Linked DNA regions of Zea mays: region 2 is linked to region 1. Evidence: chromatin contacts called from public Hi-C data. All regions are on one chromosome and are shown on one strand. The core of a region is the stretch at or near the end of the contact, and the rest is flanking DNA. Distances in the headings are between cores, read along the strand shown.

Region 1 (2,700 bases), core at 73-2,572:
TGACGATGGAGGTAAGTTACCGGAGAACTCGACTACCTCACGAGGGTCTGCTTCGTTGCTGTAACGGCCGGCCATGATGATGGAAATGGTGGGTGCGACGATGGTGTAGGATCCACCCATCACCGCTGGGAGGCGAGTCCCAAAGAATGACTGGCATAGGGTGTTGATGCCGGCAACGAACAGCAGCGTCTGAATCACCCTGGCCTTCTCCTCCTAGCAGCAGACAGAAAGGAGGTGCACAGCAATAGATAGTTGAGCTTTATTGGCATCACAATTCAGTTCACAGACTAGATGGCTATCAAATCTTGGATTCAGAACACGTAGAGGTGATTGGTTTACTCACGTTTCCTCCTCCCATCTGGGGAACAAGAGCACTTGGTATGATGACGGATGTGCCCAGCATCACAATGTAGTGCTGGAATCCAAGGATGACAGCCTCAGCTGCATGTTCAAGGTCAGGCGACAGGAAACAAGTCAAAAATAACCTAGTACTGTAGAAATCAGGACCACTATCAGTATCAACACAGCGACCATGTGGAAAAACATCAACGTCAGTACACAGAGTAGTTCTACTCCAGCATTGGAATCGAGAGGTCCCAATCCCAGGTGAGGTGAGTGATATTGAAAGAGACGTACGCCAGGGCGGTGGGCTTGTGATGCAGTAGGACACGCTGGGAAGCTGGTCCTTCACCGGGTGCGGCTGCAGCTCCTCCTGCTTCGGCGGCGGCGCCGCCCCTCCTCCGGCCATCCTCCTCTTCGCCTTCCCTTTCCCTTATCCTCCCTCGCAAGAAAGAAAGAAACCAAGCCTTTCACCTCACCGCCGACCCACACCACACCACACCGTCCACTCCACAGCGGCTCCACTCAAAAGCAGAGCAAGAAACCGCAAAGCAGGAACAGGCGGCCAATAAGAACCCTTCCACGAGCAGTCGAGCAGCAGCAGCGCGGTGGGTGAGTGCGGAGAGCAATACGACCGGCGGTTCTTTGCGTGCGAAGGAGGCCAAGAACAAGGCACCTGAACAGGAAAGCAACAACCGCTACAATTCGGTGAAAAAAGGGCAAGGGAATGAATGCCGGGGAGGGATGGTTCCTAGTTTAGTTCGTGCTCTCTTTTCCTCGCTGGGAGCAGGAGGAGCGCGAAGGAATCTGCAGCCCTACACCACACGGAAAGGAGCGTCGGCGGCCACTCTGTCGCCATGGCCTTCATCCTCTTTTACCATCGCTGCTTTGTGCTTTCCAGCAGCAATGGGATTGGAGTCAGGCTTTTGCGTTGCCAGTTGCCACCCCCCACCGGAACGGAGGGAGGAAAACACGCTCCGCGCTTCCCAAGGCCAACAAAATCTTTTGCACCGGAAAGGCGACGGCACAGGCCAGCCAGACAGCCCAGAGGGAAAGAGATTGTGGTGTGAACTGTGAAGAAAAACGGTGGACGTGAAACAAAAAACAAAACCCCTCCCTCTCTACTTTATCTCTCTGGGTGTATCTTCACTAGGGTGCTAAGGGCATGTACAGTGGTGTTTAATGTGGATGCTCTTAAGGTGTTTAAGGGGTTATTTGCAAAAAAATCTTAGAGCCGTCTCTCCGCGAAGAGACGCATCTGGCTCGTAAACCAAGTAGCAACAGACGCCTCACTTCCCACTGTACGAATTTGTCGTCTGTTCTATCGATCTGATGCTATACAAATACATTTAATTCTGTATTTATTAATAGACTACGTTTGTAGACACTCCATTGTACAATACAGTCTCTTAGTTGTCTCCTGTGCTTAGAGAACCGTTTTGGTGTCTCTCCACTGTACATGCCCTAATAAGCTTTAAACTTCACATTTAATGACTAGATAGAATTAAGACCAGACTTTATTTCCATTTATTTTTAAACTAAAATTTATTAAAGACTTAAATAAACCATGAAGAAACATTTGTTTTCTCCCACACAGAGCCAAGGGAACTTTTCCTACTGTGCTGAGCACAGCTTTTATGCTTTGGTTGGCGCTCTGCCTGCTTTTTGTGTTGCAGATCGAGGAAAAGGAGAGACGGTCTGGAGAGTGTGAACTTGTGCCGGCCGTGGCTTGGCTCGTGCTGCAGCGGGGCAGGGGCAGCGGCAGCGGGCGCATGTGACGCGCCATGGGCACGGCACAGCCAAATATGGTCGTGCGAGGTCGTGCCGCCGCCAAAAAAAACAACCGTTGCGGCGTTGCCTGCACGGTAGGACGCTAAGTGTGACGATTGCTAGAGGTTATAGCAAGGCGTGTTTGGGCCTACAACAACCTTAAATCAAAACAGTATAATATCCGTGCAACTAAATCAAACCAGTACATGGGCAATGACACCCCAATCATATTTGATGATAACAGTTATATGACACGTGACAAACCAATATAGCGGCTGTTTGTTTCAGCTTCTGGGCGGCTTCTGGTCGCCAGAAGCTGAAGCTGTATCCAAACGGCCAGCTTCAGAGGCGGCTTTTCGTCGCAGCGCTTCGCATAGAAGCGACCCGCCTACGGCGCCCTGCGAAGCGGCCTTCAGTTGGCTTCTACGAAACGCTTGGGATACGGCGCTAGGGTTGTCGCGCTCCCAACCAGCCGCCGTCGCTCCCGCTCCTCCCCACACCGTCGCTCCCTCTCCTCCCCACACCGGCGGCTTCTCAGGTACGGGACCTCTCCTCGATCTTCTCCATCCGTGTATTCTCCTCCCCCGCCGC
Region 2 (2,700 bases), core at 39-2,538, 320 kb before region 1:
TCTGTGGTCATTGTAATAGCCTAACTTGACATCTGTCCATGATGATAGTGATTGATTTGAATGAGCTCTTGGTGCATATCGTTACTTGGTTTTTATAGCTGGCTCGCCACGTCTAATGCAACCCTTCTCGTTGTACCTGGACTTAGGACCAGGCTATGTTGCACCAACATATGCTGAGACAATATAGGCGGAGTTATTTCTTGGAGTTTCCAAATCACCAAATTGTATCATGTTCTAGTTTGAAGTCTGAATATAAGGTCACTAATGCTAGTGCAGGACTTATTTATGTGTAAGTGCTGATTTTGAAACTTGGCATACCACGACAACCAACTCTCTGGTGTGACAACATTGGAGCTACCTACCTTTTGATGAATCCCTATTTTCATCATCACACCAAATATATGGAAGTTGACTACCACTTATTTATAAGCAGGTGACATCTTACCAATTAGATGTGTGGATCATATCCTTCAAGGATCAAGTGACCGATATCATGACTAAGCCTTTAGCTGGTCCACCATTTGGCAAGATTTATAGTAACATGAACTTAATTTGCGCTAATCTAATAGTTATTTTTGCTGTCCATCATTTTTTGGGATTATTCTCACTTTTCCTCTGCATGGCATATATTTTACATGTCTTGTCAGTTCTAGTATCATACTACATGCCACATCACATTTAATTTTTCTAGGCACAAAGCAACTCGGAAGGCACCACAACTCTAAGATCTTCTCAACCATAACACTCCATCGCTTGTAGCCCTTCGCTACTTTATCGGGTTTTCTGTTTTTGTGCGCCCATCATATAGTGCACTGTTAACATCAACCGCGTGCCGCATCTGTGGTCACTAGATCTAGTTGCTTCACTTAAGCATATCCTAACATTTGATGCAGGGGGCTAATGATGCATGACAATATGATGTGCCATGTTAGATGATGAGGATCAAGGATGAATTCAAAAGAAAAGTTTGATGACCGAAATGGCCAATTTTGATAGTTCATAGATGGATTGAGCCTAGAGGAAAATGTTGACAGCTGCAATGACCATTTTAATTGAGCCTAAAAGTATGTGATAAATTCGTAGATCACCAGTCCTCGTTTCTACTCTCGGACAACTAGCCTGTCAGCCATACGCGAGTGCGACGTGTGCAAAGCGTAAAGCAGACAGAGGTCAACTGGAATCCGCGTCCTGTTGAGGAAAACGTTTTTATGGTAGTTCGTGTTCATGTCCGATCTGAAATGGCTTCAGCGACTTCGCGTGCTTGATTGAAACGCACCCAGTCCCCGCTCCTGTTTCGATCTCCCGAATCCCGATCCCGCTACCGGAGGCGGAGGCGATGGCGGCGGCGCCGGCGGTAAGGTTCCCGGTCTTCGGGCTCGTGCGGCTGCTGGGCTTGGCCGCCGCGGCGGCGATCCTCTTCTGGGCCGTCCACTTCCGAGGCGGCATGGCGCTCTCCACCGAAGAGGAGAGCAAGCTCCCCCTCTTCAACGTAAGGGGCACCAAAACAAAAACTTCCCTTGCCTCCTTCCGATTTTTCTGCCGCTATCTCGTTTGCAACAGTGGATCAAGTGTTGATCTTGGTGTCTATTGCGTGGGAGCGTTTGATCGACTCTTCAAGAGTTGGACCGAGCGTTTCCCCTATGGCGGAATTCTTGGTTTGGTGGTTCTTCTGTCTGGTCAATGGGTAGTAATGGCGAACTTTATACAGTTTTGGGAGGAAACCTTTGGGTCAGTGGTTTGGTAATCGCCTAATCGTTGGAGAGTTTTAGCATAGGTACGAATTTTTGCCGGAGTGGTGATTTCTTTCGTTATATCTGCTAGTTCATAGAAGAAAATTTTCTTGTTTACACGTTTTTCTTTCGCAGTCTTATCGTGCGTTTGGTGATGATTTAGTGTAATGTCCACAGATGAATAGAATTTCTCTTCTTAGTTCTTTTTATGTTTCTATCTATTTGATTCCCTTCCATCCGTGTTAGTACATTGTGAATTGTCCAACTGATCGATCTGTGTGTGGAGTACTACAAGTTATTGCAGTTTTGTTCCTTCCACTACCACTAATGTTTAGCTGCAAAACCAAAAAAAGCAAGGAAAGATAAAAAGATGATCCAGTGGCTAGTGACTAGTGTGTCCTGATTCCTGATGGTTGGAATGTAAAAACTAGGAACAATGCTTATACTCTGCTAAAAAGATATTTCAGCAAATAAAATTTCTTCCTCTCTTTCAGGTTCACCCAGTGTTAATGCTGATTGGTTTGGTGGCCTTGAATGGCGAAGGTCAGGACATGACTACTCCTGTGCTGTGAACAATATTGTTGCATATTGAAATTTCAGAATACCATTTCATGATACTATCTCATTCACTGCAATACGAGCACAGTTTTGTTTCAGAAACCCAGAAACATTTATCCAACTAATTAATTTCCCCATGGGACAAAGAGTCTAGCATTATCACATCTTGCATAAATAATTTCTTGTTTTGTTGGTACTTGTGATTGTTGATTGAACCAAACTTGCTAATATGAAAAGTTAGATACTTTGTATGTTTTTCTTGCTCAAATCAACAGGAAATTATGTAGTATCATCAAGTAAATATACAGAAAGCTTGAAAAGCGAAACTGAAAATACCTACTTTACCCCAGCACCTACAGCCTGACCTGGGATTACTAATCAAATCAGGTTCCATGTAATTTCCTTCAAATCC

What was found. Hi-C and Micro-C count contacts between places; a contact is called where the count stands out from the background.
Region 2: a Hi-C map of ear shows a contact between it and region 1, with 3 times the contacts expected there. The contact joins the promoter of LOC100273232 here to the promoter of LOC100273531 in region 1. A contact is called at or near these places in 10 of 25 Hi-C or Micro-C datasets (bundle sheath, ear, leaf and 3 more) and 1 of 3 datasets of contacts at active chromatin or transcription factors (leaf).

The regions. Positions count from the first base shown.
Region 1 is chr1:223,950,917-223,953,616 of Zm-B73-REFERENCE-NAM-5.0, reverse strand. LOC100273531 reads right to left here and starts at 1,322. Exons shown (of 14, transcript NM_001147949.1): 1 at 637-1,322; 2 at 344-441; 3 at 37-213. The coding sequence starts at 748.
Region 2 is chr1:224,267,395-224,270,094 of Zm-B73-REFERENCE-NAM-5.0, reverse strand. LOC100273232 (cytochrome b561) reads left to right here and starts at 1,288. Exons shown (of 4, transcript NM_001147674.1): 1 at 1,288-1,489; 2 at 2,225-2,273. The coding sequence starts at 1,337. LOC100274041 reads left to right here. Exons shown (of 5, transcript NM_001148422.1): 5 at 1-59.